Linked DNA regions of Gossypium arboreum: all the other regions are linked to region 3. A link is a contact called in public Hi-C data. All regions are on one chromosome and are shown on one strand. Each heading gives the region's core, a stretch centred on a gene start, on an enhancer-like site or on the middle of the called end of the contact. The rest is flanking DNA. Distances are from core to core; before and after follow the strand shown.

Evidence for each region. A called contact is a pair of places that touch in the nucleus more often than the background predicts.
Region 1: a contact with region 3 is called in a Hi-C map of leaf, with 3 times the contacts expected there. The contact joins the promoter of LOC108464807 here to the promoter of LOC108470123 in region 3. A contact is called at or near these places in 2 of 5 Hi-C or Micro-C datasets (both in leaf).
Region 2: a Hi-C map of leaf shows a contact between it and region 3, with 4 times the contacts expected there. The contact joins the enhancer-like site here to the promoter of LOC108470123 in region 3. A contact is called at or near these places in 2 of 5 Hi-C or Micro-C datasets (both in leaf).

What each region holds. Positions count from the first base shown.
Region 1 is chr8:105,203,378-105,207,032 of ASM2569848v2, reverse strand. It overlaps LOC108464807 (CBL-interacting serine/threonine-protein kinase 21), which reads right to left and starts at 1,508. Exons shown (of 15, transcript XM_017765079.2): 1 at 906-1,508; 2 at 712-774; 3 at 558-629; 4 at 350-457; 5 at 185-256; 6 at 29-82. The coding sequence starts at 1,067.
Region 2 is chr8:105,313,881-105,317,099 of ASM2569848v2, reverse strand. No RefSeq gene overlaps it. Among protein-coding and RNA genes, the nearest start is that of LOC108464816, 21 kb to the left of the region's middle. Within about 2 kb of position 1,594, at least 2 of the 2 cell types and tissues checked have an H3K27ac peak or open chromatin away from gene starts, as enhancers often do. A contact at or near this core is called in leaf, where this site is marked.
Region 3 is chr8:104,844,177-104,847,737 of ASM2569848v2, reverse strand. It overlaps LOC108470123 (ADP-ribosylation factor 1), which reads left to right and starts at 1,719. Exons shown (of 8, transcript XM_053018106.1): 1 at 1,719-2,161; 2 at 2,270-2,321; 3 at 2,500-2,562. The coding sequence starts at 2,138.

The sequences.
Region 1 (3,655 bases), core at 259-2,758, 360 kb before region 3:
CAAATGAACAAGAAGTGATATGTCTTACCTCTGGTGCTACGTAGCATGGCGAGCCACACGCTGTAGTTAGCATATCTCCAGGCTGCACTTCATGTGAACTTTTAGCCAAATTTCCACAATAATGGTTTGGAATTAATCAGAACTGATGAAAATTTATTTAAGTAAATAGAAAGGCTGTGGCTACCTTCCTTAGAGCACTCAGTCCAAAATCAGTTACTTTAAGGTTTCCCTTACTGTCCAAAAGCAAATTCTCTGGCTATATAGAAACGATTGATTCCAAATGTTAATTGGTTTAAGTGACCTTTCTTTGCTCATTTGTGAAGATAGAAAAACTGTATGTTAGACATACCTTTAGATCTCTGTGGTAGACTCCTTTTCCATGGCAATGGTCCACTGCATCTATTAATTGCTGGAAAACTTTTCTTCCCTCTGGTTCACTCAATTTTTTAGCATAAGACTGTATAGTAAGGGAAAAAGGATTAAAATTGTAAATTGAAAATTGAAAAGCTTTACACCAAAACTTTATTGGATCCCTGGTGCAGTCTGATAAGTCTTACCAATTTGTCTGAAAGTTGCCCTCCTGATATGTACTCCATTATTATGTATATCTTCGTCTTGGAGCCAATAACCTGCAACCAGGTTTTACCTCTAATGATAGATTAGGGTGCAAGAATTGGTACCAGTCGATCAATCCAGAAAACAAAAACATACCTCATATATTCTTACAACATTGGGGTGATGTAGAAGCTTCATGGTCCGGATCTCGCTTTGTACCTGAAATTTGAGTATTGATTTCTTAGCTGCAATATATATATATATATATATTTCTTTTGGAATATTTGTCAGGTTGGAGACGGTAAAGGAGGACAAGAAGACATATAACAAAGCAAGGGTTGGATACTCGCCTGATACTTGAGATTGCTTTCCAGCACCATGGCCTTATCGATAATCTTGATGGCAACATGATGACCGTTGGTGGTATCCACAGCCAGCTTGACCTTGGCAAAGGTACCTTCTCCAATAGTTCTACCTAGCTGATACTTACCTATAGTTGTTGCAAGCCCCATAATATATTTCAAAAACGAAAGTCAAATCTAATCTTCTCCTGTAAGCCTCAGAAAAACAAGAAATCTCAATCCTTGCCCCTGTTCCGAGAGAAACAATCAGTCGTTCCTCCTAAACTCCTTGCAGATGTTCCTTGTATCCTGTATGCTCCAAATCTATTGTAAAAACAAATCTGATTTGGCTTAAGTTGGAAGGTCGTAACACATGCGTTTTATTGGCTACTTTCATGTCTGCGTGTTCTTAAAAAGCCTAATAGATATGAGAATTATTATAATTCTTAAAGTGTAATAATATTGTCCTCAACCTATGAAGTGGTTGAAAACTTTGCTTGAGCTTCAGATTGCATGGAAGGGAAGATGAGACGGCTGGTTGGTGAGACTGAAGTTTGCATGTTTTGAATTTGAATGGAAGTTAGCCGTTGTGTCAAAACTAGAGTTTCTTTGGCGTGCTTTTATTTTCTCAATCTTTAGTCTCAACTTGGTCTTGGATTAGAACTGCCATGATTTAAATGTGCTCCCCATCTTTTATATTTCTACTTGAATTTTTTTTCCTGCCTCATCATTATTTCTTTGTTTTCGGTATTCGTCATTTTCTTCTTCACTGCTTTTTATGCAAGATATAGTAGTTGGTGCGAGATTTGATAATGAATTTTTCCATTTTTTAATTCCAATCACATTTCTCACATTTCAGGACCAGCCCAACTCTTTTGATTCGATCAGTGTGAACTCTGAAGAGAAGGCATCAATAGAACTTGGAGGATTGACTTGAATGCCATGAACAAGACCCCTGTCAAAATTATATTTTCTTTATTCATTTCATTTTCAAGATCAACAAAACCACTCATGCCCTGTAATGCAAGAGAATCTATGGATAAGATATTGAATATCGTAAATATTTTTGGAATCGAAAAGACTATTCCACCCATTTCGTCAAGATAAACAAGATACATTAACAAGACGCATTCTATCATAACTCATTGCTGGCAAGAAAAAAAATGCAACACCGATAAAGCCATAAGACATTATTTGTAAAGTAGCTCCGTTGAGACCCGTATTAGTTATCAAATCAATTCCTATAATTATAAAACCCATATGAGATACGGAGGAATAGACTATTCTTTTTTTTAAATTCCTATGACCAAGAGATGTTGAAGCTGCATAAATTATTTGCATTGTACCCACTATTATCAACCATGGAGAAAATATGGAATGCGCATGGGTAATAATTCCATAATATGGAATGCGATGGGTAATAATTCCATATTGATCCGAACTAATTCATATGCTTCCATTTTTAATAAAATTCTGGCTAAAAGCAAACAAGCACTGTAATAGGCCTCCCCCTAGATATCTGGTAACCACGTATGGAAGTGTATAATCGACAATTTGACAGCAAAAACAATAAGAAATCTAATATAGAATATTATTTCTAGTGTGACAGGATATGATTGATTAGCTAAGTTTTGGCTCGTTTTCCTATAATCTATAATATAGAAAAAATTCGCTAAACTTATTGCACAAACTTTTCATTGATCAATTCTTGTTCATTGGGATTTAATCCGAATCACGATATCATTTTCTTGTTCTTGAATGAGTTTCATCAATTTTTTATTCAATTTTTTTAAGTTTATGCTGTACCCCGAGTAAAGATCCGCCCGATTTTGATTTGCGCATGTAGGACAAATGACCTAATACCACATCTTTTTGCTATGATTTCATTTCTTTTTTTATTTTAATTTAATTCCTATTTCTTTCATGTTTTCATCAAATATTCAACGTATTTCTCATATTATTTAATTGATTAATAGTTTGAAATCGTTCTTATTTCTATTTCGAATTTGTAAATAAAAAAGATTTATGATTATGATATAAGTGGTAATTATAAATGTATTATCAATTGGATTTTTTGTAAACTGAGCCTAAATGTTTTATTTGTTCGGTCGAACCAAGCTAATCATAAATCATTGAAAATATTAATATGCCTTACACCCATTTCTAGAGGAATAATATTAGCCACATTTGAGATTTCCTTAAAATTTATAAGGATGTAGGGACAGCTCAAAACACATAAAATGAAGACAGCTCCTAGGGGTGGAGAAGGGTAGCCATAAATTGTGAAGGAGTTAACATGCACGATCACAATCACATGGTAGGACTCTTCAAAAGCCCAAGTCATAGGGTGTTTGGCTGACGGGTGGGCAGGTTGATCGGGTTGGTGTTATGAGGTTCACAATGTTTCTTTGGATATAGGTGTGGTATGAAAGTTAGCTACGGCTTTTGAATTTCATCCTTCATATACATATTCACTCGTAATTATGCAAGGTCAACTATATTTAAACTCGGATAAGTTTTTTTTTTTCTAAAATTGTTTCTGATTAATTATTATTCATTCAATTTCAGAAAAATATTTTTATGTTTAAATTTAAATAATTTTTTTTAATTAATAAATAACTCAGATCGAAACTAAAATTTCCTAATCCAAATTCGATCTAGATTTATAGGATCAGGCGTGGAGCCCGACTTCTGGGGGGTATGTTCTGAATGCATTGCATTATACTTTGGGATTTGATACCTAGTATTTTAATGCTGTT
Region 2 (3,219 bases), core at 345-2,844, 470 kb before region 3:
AAATCTGTTGGGTTAGTTTGTGTAATGGATAGATAGGTTGGCTTGGTTTTGGAATTGGCTAATTATTTTTATATTTATTATAAGTCGGTTGGTTTGGTTATGTATTTTGTTAATTGATAACTGATCGACTTAATCTACTACATCCAACGGTAAAATTGATTTTACCTACCTAGCCGGCTTGACCAAATCGACTTGGGCACATACTATCGATTAAATTGGTTAAGTCTCCGTCTAAAAAGAAAAGGGATTAAGTCGGTTTCAACCAACTTTTTCTTAGCCCTAATATTTTATATTCAGCCTCTTTTGCGATAGCAATTAGAAGTAATATATTGAAGTTTTGGTTTTTTAATTTTCTTTTTCTTGCTTTGTTTTGTGTATGTATATTGAGTAATTACTGAGAACTTGATTGTGAAAGAAGGGAAGAGATCTTTCATGTAGTAGTAATTATGTGTAACTTGTTGCTTAGCTAAGGCCACAAAGCCGAAGATAGTTTAATTGATTTGATTTGATTGAATTTTTATCATTTTTTTAATTTTAATTTACTTTGTATTTATCACGTATATCATCTTATTATCTTCTTGTTTTAACCTATCTAAATATTTATCCTGTAATTATCTTCTAGTTTTAGTCTATCTAAACTCGGGTATACTTATCATTTTGTACCTATATATATAGCTAATGAATATTGGAGAATTCAGTGTGCTTGATTTCTAAGAACATCATTCTTATTACTTTTTCTTATATGGCATCAGAACTAGGTTGAGTTTGATTAGAATCTCATTTTACTTTGTTCTTTTTTCAAGTCAAAACAGTGTACTCATTGCAAGCCTTTATTGCTGCAGTTTTTCTTGGTCTTGTTCCTTGTTCCTTGATTCTATCTAATCATTGTCAACCTTTGACTATCAGAAATATTTATCCATGATTATTTCATCTTCCCGTGAATCATGTTCGATATTTCAATTGAATCCAAATCACAGTGAAATCAAGTTTACCATTTTGATTCTCATCTGATCCAAATATTATTGTTCATTTAAAAATGGAGAAAAGTTTTACATTGGTCACTATCTGTTTGATGTATTTTTGGGGCAGTGGAAAGATAGGATATTTTTGACTGGAGGAAAGGAAGATCCAGTGTATGATACCCGGGACAATTTAAGTCTAATGTACTCTGATCTCGGCAACAAATCTCAAGTTTATGAATTACGATTGCAATTTAGTGAGCTTCATTAGGGAGAAAACAGTATTAGTAAGTATTTTCTTATCCTGGAAGAGGGTTTAGATATGTTTAATGATTATGATAAGAGCTCTGATTGCTGTATTTATTACAAGAGAAACGTGAAGAGCGATCAGATCTTCAAGTTCCTTGCTGGCCTTAATATAAATTTGAGAGGACGGATAATCGACTGACAACCACTTCCCTCAGTTATTGTTCTCGGAAGTTAGGAAAGGAAAGTCGATAGTTCTTATGTTGGGTAAAAAAGATTCCACCAGTTTCGTTGAGAATTCAGCTCTAGTCTCTTTTGATACTACTACCAGCCAACGGAGTATGAAAGGAAAATCTTGGGTCTGGTGTGACACTTGTAACATACAGCATCATACTTGTGAATCTCTTTGAAAATTCGTGGAAAACCCACAAACTTCAACCTTTGCTAATGAGGTCAAGACAATCCCAGTTAGTAAGGAACAGGTGGATCATCTTCTCGAATTGCTAAAGTCCAATTCTGTATCTAGTGATCCTGGTAGTTCCCTATCTCAAGGAGGTAGAATTTTCAGCGCTTTTCCTAGCTGTCTATCTTCTACACCAGGGGTTAATTGGTTCTGGTGCATCTGATCATTTGACTAGTCTTTCGCATTTATTTACACATGTTGATTGATTGATTCTAATTGATAGTGTACGGCAGATTTTAGAAATTATGTAATTACTGATTTTTAGGGATTACAGAATTATTAGTTTCCTTTTCTTAGTTTATGTGTACAAATTCTTTGTATTTTTTCACAATTGATATATGAGAAAATAAGAAATTCTTCTCCCATTCTTTTGTTGCTCATTTTCTTTGATTTAACATGGTGTCAAGCTAAAATTCTAGATTTGAGAGGAATTTTTTCTCAATTTTTTTTCAAAATCCCAAAACTCTAGAAATTTCTTTTGGTACTCACTCCCTTAAGCCCTTTTTTTTTTTGACCACCCACACCAGAAGGATCGCCACCTCTTTGTCGGCGTAACCTTCAACTTCGGAGATTCATGCGCCCTCAACAGTTTCGGGAGTTTTCCTCATAAGCCTGCGCGTGATGCACATCCCATTGGAGTTTTGCCTCTTCGTTGTTGCCGTAATTCATTGCTATTCTTAATTGGGAGGCAATAAGGCTGCTAGTTCGAATAATCTTTCTTCAGATTAGTCTCAAAAAGCTTGATGCTAATAATTATCTTGCATGGTCAAGCTCGTGTTTGGCTTTCATCAAAGCTAGAAGCTTGCAGGGATATGTTATTGGAATGACTAAAAAACCCACAGAAAGTGATTTCGCTTTTGACTAGTGGGACTCGGAGAATTCACTTGTTTGGTCTTGGTTTATTAATGCCATGGAGCCACATATTTCAAAAGACCTACCTACTACTTGACATTGCAACAACGATATGGGAGGCACTTGCTCTTACTTGAAGGTTGGAATTATGCTCAGTTCTTTGAAATATGGAATAAGGTTCTCTATACCAAGAAAGGTGAGATGACCATTTCTCAAATACTTTTTTAAATTGAGTGCTTTGTGGCGAGACTCGATTAATATCAAGACTTTCGGGCGGATTGTACTGGAAATGAAGTCAAATTCAAAAAAATCGATTGCAAAGGAACAAGTTTATTATTTTCTTGCTGGACTGAATAATGAGTATGATCAGGTAAGGGTTCAAGTACTTGGCAAGACACCTTTCCCTCACTTGAGGAGACCTTTTCTCATGTTTTGTGGGAAGAGGGCTATAGGAGTGCTATGCCCTACTCAACACCTATTGAAAATGCGAAATTGATTGTTGATAGCTCCCAAAATCTAAGAATCCTTACAAAGACCACATGCAGTATGAGTCTCGTGGAAAACTGAAGAATACAAAAGAAACTTGTTGGAAACTTCATGGCCGACCCACAAGGGGAAGGGGAGGAAAACGAGCTAATCCAACTCGAGCTCAAGAAAATTTGTCCGAGACTACAGAATCATCCAAAGATATTGCTTCCA
Region 3 (3,561 bases), core at 470-2,969:
TTATATTATTGTTTAATAAAATTAATATATAATTTGATTTTCTTAATTTGTCTAATAAAATAACTCATAATATATATTTGGTAAACTAATTATTTTAATTACTTTATCGATTTTTAATAATTGTCATCTAATTAATCACTCTCTTTTATATAATTTTATAAATATAAATATATATTTTCAAATACATGATATTTTATATTTTTATGAATTTATTCATATTTAAAAATATTAAATACTCAAAAAAATTGTAATTAATAGTTAATGTTTAATATTTTTTCTTTTATATGATTTTCATATATTTTTCGTAATAATATTTATTTGATTTCCTTTTATATTACATTCTCAAGTTTTATGTAGAAATAATCAATTTAATATAAGGATTTGTTTACAAAATAATAGTAAGTGTTCTGCAATGTTAAGGTTCATTGTACTTTCTTTTTTTTTTTTTGAAAAAAAAGAACAATCACTCGTCGTAAATGGTCAAGGACAAGCTCCATCAACACAACAAAGGCTTTATTCACAGCATCAATAGAACATTATGACATGTTGGCAATTGGCTTTATCACAACTCAAGTACTACATATCGAGTGATTGCAAACACTTAATACGATAAGGAAACCAGCCTCAAATGGCCCAAAGCAGCGAGCAAAAATCGACAAATAATTGAGCATTCACCAAACTAGAGGATGTCAACAAAATTGTCCCTAAAATCATTTGTAAAATTAAGATTACATGCAAAAGCAAAACTAAAAAATGTGCCACAAGAGCAAGCAAAAACTTATAAAACTGAAAACTTATTAAACAATAGAAAAATATATATATATATAAAACTTAAGACAACATGAGTCTAAATCGACATGTGAAATTATTTATTATTTTAAGAAGTTGACGAAGAGTGACCCACTTTCCAAGAAAAACTATTGGTGGCTGGTGGAATTTTAGTGATTGATAGGCACTATCATTTATCCATCACAACTTGTAAAGACACCAAATATATCCACAAAATATATCTGCAAATTGAAAAGAGAGAAGACGTGTGTAGTGAAATAAAAAAAGAAAGAAAGAAAGTGTTGATGCAAGAGGAAAAAGGCGGGTGATAGCCCGCTTAGAGGTTGACACCGTCGCTGAGTAAAACAAAAAATAAGAAGCAAACGACTGAGAGAAAAAAAAAAAGAGAAAAGTTTTTTAGGGTTTACCTTAAGTACATTGTACTCTTAAAGAGAGAATAAATATTTGAAATTTGGAGAAGACATTATTAAGAAAGACTATCATAAACCTCAAACATAAAACGTAAAATAAACATGAACAATATAAAAATCAACCTCAAACATAAAACGTAAAATAAACATCAACAATATAAAAATTAATTATATGTACAAATAATCTATTTAATATAAGGATTAGTTTTAAAAATATATATAAGGATTAATCTTATTTGTTAAATTTTATATAAACTTATGTATTTTGTACAAATAATCTATTTGATTTTATACAAATAGCCTATTTAATAGTTTTATCTATATGCAATTTTTATATGATTTTGTACATTTTGTACAAATAATCTATACTAAATTTTATTTGTTAAATTTTGTACAAATATTAATTTTTCTGTTAAATATTATATACATAAAATTTTTTCATATTATTACAATCTTTATACAAAAACGAAAAAGAGAAAAAATATAAAACTGCTCAGTATTACAATTTCCAAAGATGACGTGGGCAATCAGATATTTGCTTGCACTGGTTCTATCACCGCATAAGATTCTAACCCCACTTTTCCTTTTCTTCAATGTTGCCTATGTCCTCTCTATTTTTGTCTCCGATTCGATTCTATTAGTAGGAGAAAATCAGAAAAGAAAAAAAGCCACCCAAAAAATATATATACTGGCATTGCATTTCAGACCCGTTTACTTTTGAATTATCAATTTTACCCTTATTGAAATCTCAACTCCTCTTGCAAGCAGGCACTCTCCTTTTGTACAGGGGTGCTGCTTTGGAGATCTGATCCAAAATTCATGCACTGATATTGAGTGATTTTTCCATTTTTTTTACGAGATGGGTATTCTGTTTACAAAATTGTTCTCTTCTCTATTGGGAAACAAGGAGGCTCGGATCCTTGTTCTCGGTCTTGACAATGCTGGCAAAACCACTATTCTTTGTATTATTTCTCATCCCCTTTTTTTTTAATGTTTTAAGCGCTACCCATTTTTTCCTGCCGTGATTTATGAAATGGCCTTTCTCTCTCTCTCTCTCTTTATAATTTGAGGGTTTGGTTGCAGATCGGCTTCAGATGGGTGAAGTTGTCTCCACAATTCCAAGTTAGTCGTTCTTATTCTATTCTCTCTTTTCTTTTTTTGTGTGAAGCGGGATTATTGAGCATTTTGATATGTTGTGGGGAGATAGAATGGATAAGTTTTGATTTTCAATTAAGTAGATCAAAGGTTTCTTTAATATTTAAGAGTTGATATTAGATTTGTTATGTTCTTTATGGTGCAGCAATTGGATTTAATGTCGAAACAGTACAGTACAATAACATCAAATTTCAAGTTTGGGATTTAGGTATGCAGACCAGTATTCCTTGATCCACATCTTTAACATGTAGCGATGTCCTGTAATTTTGATTATATTTTCCTATCGATTTGATTGTTCGAAGGTATAAGAGTTGGAAAATTTTCGCAACATGCATCTATGTTAAAATCATATCAGAAGCACCCTAGCTTTCAAACTTACAGAAATGTCAGGAAGATGAAACAGTTCTTATTGTGATACTTTAAATCCTCTAGTTCTTATATCAAAGACTTCAACGAACATATTTTTTTACTTTTGTTACCTTAAAACTTAATTTTATAAACTAACCGTATCTGGCTTTCAGATCACAGTTTACATGAATCCTTTACCTCTAGTCTATATCTTTATATATCTGTTCTAAGTATCTCTTGCGGGAAAACAGCTTATTAAGTAACAGCTTGAAGAAAATTTTACAGAACTATGTTCTCTTTATCATCAGAGCTTTACTTTTTTGAAGCTGGATAAAGTAAAACTTTCACTAATTAGAGATATCTGCCACAACCTATAGGAGAAATAAGAAACCATGGAAATTTAACTTTGTCTGCAACCCTATTTCTTATGCAATTTTACTATTATTCAATGCCATTGGACTTCGTCAAAAATTTAATCTCTTAGGCCTAGTTCTGCAATTGAAAATTGTTTTTGAAAAGTTTGGTTTACAAAAAGTGCTTTTAAAAAATGTTGTGAGAAAGTGCGCGTCGTTTGTTAATTTCAAGTGTTTGACATTGTTAGCAAAAATTGCAGTGGAAACTTAAAAGGTTCAATTAAGACATAATGTTGGAAATTAAAAATAAATTAATTTAGGTAATATTTAAATAATTTATACATGAAATATACAATTTAAATACTTTTTAAGTAATTAATAAATTATTTGTAAATTTAAAATACATGAAATATTTTAAAATTTTAAATATAATGATAAATGATATTTAAATAATTTAATATAATGAGACATAAAATATAAATTAATATATATTTTAAATAGTTAAT